Linked DNA regions of Sus scrofa: region 1 is linked to region 2. A link is a contact called in public HiChIP or PLAC-seq data. All regions are on one chromosome and are shown on one strand. The core of a region is the stretch at or near the end of the contact, and the rest is flanking DNA. Distances in the headings are between cores, read along the strand shown.

The links. HiChIP or PLAC-seq counts read pairs in DNA pulled down with a chosen protein or histone mark.
Region 1: an H3K27ac HiChIP or PLAC-seq map of alveolar macrophages shows a contact between it and region 2. The contact joins the promoter of NASP here to the promoter of TMEM69 in region 2. A contact is called at or near these places in 9 of 47 Hi-C or Micro-C datasets (alveolar macrophages, embryonic fibroblasts, fetal heart ventricle and 4 more) and 2 of 2 datasets of contacts at active chromatin or transcription factors (alveolar macrophages and skeletal muscle).

The regions. Positions count from the first base shown.
Region 1 is chr6:165,802,550-165,807,185 of Sscrofa11.1, reverse strand. NASP (nuclear autoantigenic sperm protein) reads left to right here and starts at 2,208. Exons shown (of 14, transcript XM_021096741.1): 1 at 2,208-2,417. The coding sequence starts at 2,359.
Region 2 is chr6:165,705,571-165,710,928 of Sscrofa11.1, reverse strand. TMEM69 (transmembrane protein 69) reads left to right here and starts at 1,946. Exons shown (of 3, transcript XM_021096737.1): 1 at 1,946-2,083; 2 at 3,837-3,976; 3 at 5,309-5,358. The coding sequence starts at 3,923. GPBP1L1 (vasculin-like protein 1) reads right to left here and starts at 1,965. Exons shown (of 12, transcript XM_021096736.1): 1 at 1,733-1,965.

The DNA of each region.
Region 1 (4,636 bases), core at 959-3,458, 96 kb before region 2:
GATTCGTTAACCACTGAGCCACGACGGGAACTCCAACTTTAGATTTTGATAAGTATAATGGCAAGAGATGATAGGGCTAGGCTTGGATCTGAGTGACGGTAGTAAAAACTGAACGTAGATAGATTTAAAATCCATTTTTTTGTTTGTCTTTTTGTCTTTTTAGGGCCGCACCTGCAGCATATGGAAGCACCTGGGCTAGGGGCTCAATCAGAGCTGCAGCTGCCAGCCTACACCGCAGCCACAGCCATGCCAGATCTGAGTCACATCTGTGACCTATGGAGCAGCTTGCAGCAATGCCAGATCCTTAACCCAACTGATGGAGGTCAGGGATCAAGCCCGCATCTTGATGGATACTAGTTGGGATCTTAAACCACTGACCACAGTTAAAACTCCTAAAATCCTTTTTAAAATATATATTTTAAAATAAAACTGAGTTCCTCAATGGCAGACACCATGTTTTTTGTCCTTAGAACAAAGCCATGGCTCAGTGGTTAAAGAATCCAACTAGGAACCATGAGATTGTGGGTTCAATCCCTGGCCTTGCTCGGTGAGTTAAGGATCTGGCGTTGCCCCGTGAGCTGTGGTGTAGGTCGCAGACGTGGCTCGGATCCCATGTTGCTGTGGCTATGGTATAGGCTGGCAGCTACAGCTCTGATTCAACCCTTAGCCTGGGAACCTCCATATGCTGCGGGAGCAGCCCCAGAAAAGGCAAGAGGACAAAAAACAAACAAAAAAACCAAAAAAACCCCCAAAGCCTTGTGAATCACAATTGTTCAGTGACTTTAATGAATGAGTGGGTCACACAAAGTTTTGGACTGGATTTCTCAGGCCTTACCCCTGGCTGCAAGGACTCTGGAGAGAGTGTCCTTCTCTAGAGCCCAGTGTTCCAGTACTGTGTCACCAGACTATGGTAGCCATTTAGTAAATGGTTAGCATGACACAGGCATAGTGCTGATTGTTGAAGCAAGCATTATCTCTAAGTCTCACAGTATTCTTAAAGAGTGGATACTAATATTGTCCTCATTTTATGCAGTCTTCTAAGGTTACATGACTGGGCTCAGGTAACCCAGCTAAAAACAGAGCCCACGTTTACTTGCTACAGGAATTTGCCATTTGCAGGTCTAGCTCCATATCCCCAAAGATTTCAAACTGCCTGAGTCTTGGCAGACTGGGATTCAAATCCTCCCTAGCCATCTTTCCCAGTATGTCTGAACCTGGATGGAAATGAAATTCCTGTTCTAATCGCTGTAGGCAAGGCCATGGTGGAAGGCAATGCATGACGCTCCAGGTGTGAGGAAGTACAATCAATTCAGCCTGCCAGGTATCTTCCATTCAGCCAGTTGCAGGAAACGAATCACATTACTTTCCATAAACGACTTGTCTTGCAACTTTCTGAGCAAGTCACACCTTCTCCGAACCTTGGTTTCTATTATTACCAAAGGGGTCTGATAACACCGTTGTCACTAGCAGCGTTGCTGTTAAGATTAAGGAAGACAGCTGATAGCTTTAAAGTGTCCAAGTACAGCACCCTCGCACATAAGGGACAAAAAAAAAAAAAAAAAAAAAGATAAACTGCAGCTAGGAACATACAAAAAGAGCTAGTTAGATTTGGAGTCTGGGTAGGGCCTAAGAGGATGGCATCAGCGGATTGGGCCAGCCCAAGGGGGCGGGTTCAGAGGGAGGAGCCCGCCGCGTCCTGCCTCAGCCCTGAGCTTTGAATCCAGCGCGGTAGTTTCAGCAGTGGCCAATCCTAGGACAGCTTCTTCTCGCGTCAGCTGTTGCTGAGGCTCTGAACCACGCGTCTCTTCACCCGATCAGTTCTAGCCGTTGCTGCTGTATCCGTGCTCTGCTCCTGCGTGTCCATCCGTTACGACTGAGAGGGCGGGCCGAAAGTCTCAGTTACCTCCCTGAAAATCCAGGCTAGAAAGAGACTCTCGACGACTCGCTCTAAATATGCAGAGCAGCACCAGCTTCCCCTCCTCTGGAAGCCTCTGGCCGAGGTCCAGTCAGGAGCTATAGTACCAAGATTCTCGTTCTTTTTTATACGCGACTTGCTAGAGAAGCAGGAAGTAGCTTTTTTCGAGGAAGGCGGGACAGGGACGAAAGGTACACTGCAGAACCAGTGAGGGCGGGGTATGTCCTTGGGCTGGATTGGGGCTGAGTCCTGGCCCTTTAAACTCGAGGGGGAGGGTCCGGAAGTGGATGGGCGGAGCGAAGGCCCCGGTATATAAGAGGACCCAGCCGCGCGGGGTCTCCAATCTGCCATTTTCTGTCCCCGGTTAAGTCCTAGGCTTTCCTAATTCCCTGTTTTTCTCACAGGCTCTGTTCCGTCCGCTGGTCCACCGTCTCAGGGTAACGATGGCCGCAGAGTCCACCGCTACTGCCGCCATCACCACGGAGCTGGTTTCCGCCGACAAGTAAGCTGGACGGTAGAGAGCTTGAGGCACTGGCCAGTCCGCGGAGAGGGGGTGGTGGACGGAGGCTCCGCGGGAGGGACAGACCGGAGGGTGGGAGGACGTGCCTCCCCGTGAGGCACGGTCGCTATCACCGGGAGGCCCTGACACGGGAGCAGCCCACCTCTTGCAGAGGACCGTGCTCCGCAGCAGGAACACCGGTCGCCTGGCGCCCCCTGCCCCGCATTTTGCGGCCGCCATCTTGCCGGGGGCAGCGGCGGCAGTTTCCATCGCCTGCCCCTCTCCTTCCTTCCCCGGCCCGGGGCTCTCGGCGGGGCCCCGGCGTGGCAGTGGGCCCTCACGCCCTGGTGTCCCCCCACTCCGGGGCCTCCGATAGGATCCTCAAACAACTCAGGAAAACAACCCACGGAGATTTGGCGCCAAAAAAAAAAAGGGAAAAAAAAAAAACCCTGCACGAGGAGGGAGGCCGGGCCGGTGGGTCGGAGGGGGCGGGGCCTCCCGGGGGCGGGGTCGTGCGCTCGCGAGCTCGCCGCCCTCCGCCCGCCCCGGAGCGGGGGGCGGGCCCCGGAGGAGGCGGGAAAACTCCATTGTTTGGGGCCGTGCGGCTCGCCCTGCCCCTCGGACTTCCGCGGCGGGGCGCGTGGACGCCTGTTCCCGCGGTCTCCCGGGTCGCTCTGTCCTCTTCTCCTTAGGTGGCCGTGTTCTTGGTTACTGTTTCTTTTCTGTGGCTCTTTGGGAGTTGGGAGTTCTGGCGAGGGGCTTGGCTGCTGCTGGGGGACCTTATCGGGGAGCGAAGCACCTCGTAGCTCTGCGTGGAGGTCTCCTCGCTTGCAGCGGTGTCGGGTTGCTAGGAGAATGGGCGAAGTATAATGGAAGGACTGGAGGGGTGATAGAAGACGTGAGTGCTGCGAAAGCAGCGCAGTGACACTCAGACACAGGTATTTTTCGAACAGTGAAAGAAAACTGGCTGTTTCATTCGAAGAAAAAGAATCCACATTATTATGTGGCAGAGTCTGGAGTAAACCCCAGTATTTTGTTTATTCCCTCATTATTTATCCCCCCTCCCCAAAGCTTACTTGAGAGGAAATTGCATGAAAACCTAGTTGAAGAGAACAATAAAGGCAGCATTCCTCAGTTAAGTAAGTTCCTGAGGCAATAAAGAGGTAAAGCTTTTAAGATGTTTGAGGGGGAGGGTAAAGAAAATTGGGTTTAGACTCTCTTGATGCACGTTATAATTCCAATATTAGCATTAAAAGAATAAAAACATGTATGTATAACTTCTAAAGCAGTAGAGAGGTGAAATAGAATGAGAAATAAACCTCAATTCAAAATTGGTTTTGATATTACTTTCATGGCCAAAGTATTGAGTATTGGGCTACAGTTTTGTCATCAGGAAAAAGCTTCAATTGGGTTTCTGTCCCCTCATGCCATTTCAACAAAGCTGCTAAAAGTTATCCATGATTGTATAACTGTTAAGTCAGTCCTTATCTTTATTAGCTAACTAGTTCTTAAAAGGTTTTTGTTTCTGTTATAAAAGATGAAAGTATACGGAGTTCCCATCATGGCTCAGCGGGTTAAGAATCCGCCTAGTATCTACGAGGATGCGGGTTTGATCCCTGGTCTTGCTCAGTGGGTTAAGGATCCAGTGTGAGCTGTGGTGTAGCCCTGCAGCTGTGGCTCCAATTCGACCCCTACCCCAGGAGCTTCCATATGACACACTGCAGCCCTAAAAAGTGGGGGCGGGACGACGACAAGATGAGGAAAACAGTGTGTAGTGTAGTGTGGTTAAGGAGTACATTTTATTGACACATTAAAGGAGTCCCTTTTATATGACATATTACAAAATGCGCACATGGTAAAGTTGAGTGAATTTTCACAAAGGGAAACAAAACAGGTCTAGGGAACTTAGAAACTCCATTTTAGTCACACTCCTATCAAAGGTAGCTCTCCTGTGGAGTTTCTGTCATGGCTCAGCGGTGAGCTGTGGTATGGGTTGTGGACACTGCTGAGTTGCTGTGACTGGTGTAGGCTGGCATCTATAGCTCCCATTTGACCCCTAGCCTGGAAGCTTCTGTGTGCTGCATGTGTGGCCCTAAAAAGACAAAAAAAATAGCTTTTTTGACTTAACATTACAGATTAGTTTTGTCTGTTCTTGAACTTCATAGGTACAGTATGTTCTATCTGGCCTCTTACACTCAACATTATGAGACTTGCCATATTAC
Region 2 (5,358 bases), core at 697-3,196:
CGCACTCACCGGGCAGCCGCGGAGCTCCAGCTAGGGGCCAGTCGCGGCGTCTCAGGGCGCGTCCCCCGCTTCCTGCTCCCGCGGAGGTGAAGAGCCCACAACCATAACAAAGCTCTTCCCAAAATGGCTGCCCGGCCCACACGGCCCAGGAGGGGCAGAGCGGGCGCAGGGGGAGGAGCGAAGGCCAGCCCGGCCCCCCCGCCCGGCCCCGCCTCTGACACGCCCCCTCGCTTGCCCCGCCCACAGGCGCGCACGCGCACGGGCGCTGCTCGGGCGACCGCCGCCGGCGCTCCGAGCGCCAACGTGCGGCCGCGAGAACAGCGGTTGTCCCTCGCCCCGCCCCCAGCCCTCCCTCCGCAGCGGCTTGCGGCCGTGCCCGGTCGCCCCCGCCCCTCTGCAGGGGAGAACCCTGCTTTTCCGCGCGCCGCCTTAGAGGCGGAGATCAACTGGGTTTGATACTCCCCTTCCATTGCCTCTCCCGACACTCGGGCCTGGGCGCGTGCGAACGAGTGGGTGGGTGTGTACGGTGTGCCCGTTTCAACACGCCCCTTCGTCCTGCACACCCCACCTCTGGGGAAGCACGCCTCTCCGAACTACCTCTACAGGTGCTCACCGGTAGGCGTGTGTGTTTGCCGACCCCTTCCCACTTTCGGCTCCTGCCTTCCACGTGCGCGCGCGTCGCTAAGACTCCAGCCCCCAGCGGGCCTCGCTGCCGGGCTCTGGAGTCCTGCGCGGCTGGGCCCGAGGCGTTGCCCACTGGGAGTGCTAGTTCCGCCCGACCGCTGGCGTCACGCCCCTGTCCCAGCACCGGGAGGATTTCGGGTCTGAGTCTGCTCCCGTGCCAGGGCGGAGAAGCTGTTTCTCTGACCCAAAGTTTCATTGGGTGTCGCGTAACGGGAAGGGGCGGCGCTGCCATGACGGAGGAGGAAATAAAAGTGAAAGCCGATAGCGGCTGGAAGGGGTTAGCATCAGGAAGAATGTGCTGTGAGCCCGTTCTGCACGCGAAGCTAAACCTTGAGAGAGCTGGTAACCAGGAAGCTAGACTACATAGAATCTGGAGGAATGTGAAACTGGCCATCCTGGGCCGGTTCAGGTCTCCCATTGTCTTCAGACAGATACGTCTAGTGGTGCTTCCTTTTTTTTTTTTTTTTCCAGCCGCACTCGCGGCGTAGGAAAGTGCTCTGGTCAGGGATTCATTCCGAGCCAGAGCTGCGACTTACGCCATAGCTGCAGCAAGGAGAGATCCTTAACCCATTGCAGTGGGCTGGGCATCCAACTGGCACCTCTACAGAGACAAGTGGGGTCATTAACCAGCTGTGCCACAGCGGGAACTCCCGATGACAGACTGAAATTGAAGCTCAGAGAAGGGAAGGGACTTGCTCAAGGTCACCTAGCTCACAAACAAAAGTTAAAGCGGAGAGCGACAGGAGGAATAATCTAACTTCCGGGTCACCCTCAAGCCCAAGACTCTTACCACGTCTTTCATGGAAGTGAAAGTCCTGCCCCGGTGCTTTTTATTTCTTAACTAAGTTTTCAGTTAGCAGCAAAGAAAATGAAGTGGAAACAGGTGTTTGTTTTCTTAGCTAGTATTAGTTCAGGACCCCAATGAGAAGGGAGATGTGCCCCGTTGATCCTAGAAACTTTGTTGTTACGCAAAGTAAAAAAATGAATTCCAGAGATAGCAAGCAATTTGGCCAAGTCATACTTGGCCTAGACTCCAAATCTCTCCTACCTTGCTCCACCACCATCACTCTGAGATGGTTCCAGTAGTTTCACTCCACCTTCCCGAACTCTGCGGAGCAGATTCTTCTGGCTGGGAAACCTGGAATAGAAAGGCAAGGACCGTTCAGATGCCCTAAGAATTCCAAAGCCGGCTTTCACTAGAATCAAGATGTTAGAGTCCAAGACAGAAAGCCTGGAATTGGGAACCAGTTAGGGGTGGTTAGGTCTCCAGCCGGACTGATTTTTTTCCGGCTCCCAGGAAGTGGGAGGCTAATAACCCCCACTTGCCGGAAGTGCTTTTTCCAGAGAGCCTGGCCAATCTTGCAGCTCAGCTTTCCACCTCCCCGCGCGACGCTGGCAAGTAAGTAACAGCGCTGCTGCGACCAGTGCAGGTTGGGAAAGGGGGGCACCAAGCCTTCAGAGTAAAACTGAAACCGCAGGCACAGTTGGGCACAGTTTCCCGAGGATCTTTGCATCCAGACCCCGCCTTCCCTTTTCTCTGCTGTCGGCGCTGAGACTTGCATTTTGCAACTCTTATATTTGAGGCAGTGGAAACCTTGAGCTTTTTCACCAAAATTGAGCAGATTAACACTTGGGGCTTTGTCCTTTAAACCCCTCACCAGTTGCCGTCCTCAGGCTTTTAGGGTGTCACTTTTTCGCTTCAATACTCTTGAGATGGGAAGCACATGTCACCTTGCATAGAAAGTTCGAAAGGTTGAGGGAGCATTAAGCTTTTTAATGGGGTGATTTTGAACAAAGGTGAATGTGTGGGCCATGCGGATACGTGTGTCTGGGAGTCAGGAGTAGATGTGTGTTATCTAACCTCTGCTCAGAGGCCAGAGATAAACGTCCTGCTTGCTTCCTTATTCATAGAATGAAGACACTGACTGGCTGGTGTACAGAATTTCTTGACCCAGCCCTAAGATCTGTAGTCAAGAAATTAGTTCACCAAGTTTTTTAATCAAGCAGCAACTGTGGGGTTTGGATTTTTAGACACCTCATTCTTCTGGTTAAGAATGGAACTCATGTAAACATGATAGATGTAGATTCATATTTTCACACAGCCACTTACTGGGCTGCTTATATTGTGTAAGGTGGGAATAATAGCTAATATTTTTTGAGTGCCTACTTTGTGTTAGGAACAGTTGTCAGCTCTTTACATGTATTGACTTTTTTTTTTTTTTAAAAATACAAAGACCCTATGTAGTTATTATAAGCCTTGTAGATGAGTGAACTGCACCATAGCCAGCTTAAATAATTTGTCCAAAGTGATATAGCTAATACTATGTTGGAGCCAGGATTCCAAACCAGATTATTTGACTCAAGTCTGCACTCTAACTTAACAGGCAATACTGTTTCCAGCACCAAGTTGATGAGGTCATTGTATTGAATGAGTTAGTGCATATAAAACACATAGTTACAGTGCCTGCTAAATTGTATTGATTGCTACTATCATTACTTTGAGCTGTAAACTACAAAGCCCCAAAACATACCTTAAGGGAAAAAAAAAAAAAAAGCAGAGAAGCTATATGACTTTCAGTGTTTTGTCTTTTTTTCTTCGGCCGCACCCGTATGGAAGTCCCAGGCTAGAGGTCGAATTGGAGCTGTAGCCACCAACCTACGCCAGAACCACAGCAACTCGGGATTTGAGTTGTGTCTGTGACCCATACACCACAGCTCACAGCAACGCCAGATCCTTAACCCACTGAGCGAGGCCAGGGATCGAACCTGCAACCTCATGGTTCCTAGTTGGATTTGTTAACCACTGAGCCACAACGGGAACTCCTATGACTTCCAGTGTTAAAGATGAGAAAGCTGCACTCCAAGGAAACAATTTACTCAAGGTCACACAGCTGGGAAATGAGGGAGGCATTTGTAAAACCCAGATCTATTGTCTCTATGCATTAATTACGTTGTAATACCAGACATCAAAAGCTTAAAAAAATGGTTCAGAGAAGAAAAGGATCTATTAATATGTTAACTGATTTTTTGAAAACATTAGTGATTGTTTTCCAAGGAAACTGTGTTATATGGAAGAAATCCTCCCGAATTACTACTTTTAAAAAACTATGTATAAAATGAAGAAAATAAATGACATCTTATTTTGTACATAGCAGCATGCTTCTGATTAAGACCCTCCAGTTAGCTGTAAAAATACATTAATCAGAACTGCCTGGCATCTTCCTAAGCAAGACTCTCAATGAGGCCCAATATGCTTCGCTTCATCCAGAAGTTTTCTCGAGCATCTTCAAAGGTTAGTTTATTCAGCAAATATTTGAGCACTACTTTCCAGGCATTGCTTGGCTAGGCAATAGCAGTGAAGAAGAAAAAAATCCTTTCCTCTTATATTCTGGTTGAAATGTTTGCTGTGTCAAGTGTTACATGCTATAGAGAACTTTAGAGCAGGGAGGGGGAATAGAGAACAGTAGACTTAAGGATTGCATTTACAAGCAGGGTGATCAGCAGTGAGGGAAGGAGCCATGCAAGTAGCTCAGGGAAGAACATTCTATACAAAAAGAAAAAAAGAGGAGTTCCTGCTGTGGCACAATGGGTTAATGATCTGGCTTGTCTCCATGGAGGCACTGGTTCAATCCCTAGCCCAGCACAGCGGGTTAAGGATCCAGCATTGCTACAGATGTGGCACAGGTTGCAGCTCTGGCTCCAGTTTGATCCCTGGCCTGGGAACTTCCACGTGCTGCAGGTCCAGCTGAAAAAGAAAAAAGATGGAATCATTCCTAGCATTTTGGGTAATCACCAAGATTCTTAAATAACTATTCCATTTTTTCTTTCATCCAACATTTTTTTTTTTTTTTGAGTTACTCTTGATCTGTTTATCTGTTGAAATATGGAATCTTCTCACTAAAGCCCAGAATCAGCAGGGTTATTGCTTTGGCCATGTACCATGAAAGGCATTGGGGATTTTTTAAGGCAAAGAAAAAAATTATGGTCCTCGCCCTTGAACCTACTGAGACAGACAAGTAAACACATGATTTTAATTCACTGTGAGAATTATGATGAAAGTGTGCATGGTGTTTTTACTTATTGGGAGTATTAAATCAGATTGGAGAAAGCTTCAAGCTGAATTTTGAAAGATAAGACAAGTTCCCTAGATAGAAAAGTGGTAATCTAGAATTCTAGGCATAGACAGAAAGGCATGAAGCTGTGAAAAGTATACAGTGTCTAAGGCCTAATTTTCTCTACATAGAATAGCATTCCCACAGTAATTAGTGCTGCTTCTTTTGCAATCTATAAATAGAAGAGGCAGTTTAGAATGACAGAAACTGAAAGACCTAGTCTACCTGTTCCTCCTTCAGATAATTTTTTCATGGGAAAAGGTAAGTAGTAGGCTGAAACATATCACTGGTTCAGTAGTTTCTTTTGCATGACTATTTGCTGTTTAATAGTCTTTGCCAGCAGTAATAATACTCTGTACTCCAACCCTTAAGTTCAATGTGCTAACAGAAAGCAGATGGTTTGTTTTTATATTGTTTCAGATTGGGACTAAAACATTTGGTCATGCCTATTTTTTTAATCTGTTTTTTGTGTGCTTGTTTGTTTTAATTTTCTGCTTCTGTTTTCTCTGTAGATGCTGAAGTACCCTTCCACAGTCGGACTAGGAGCCAGTGGGAGAATAGA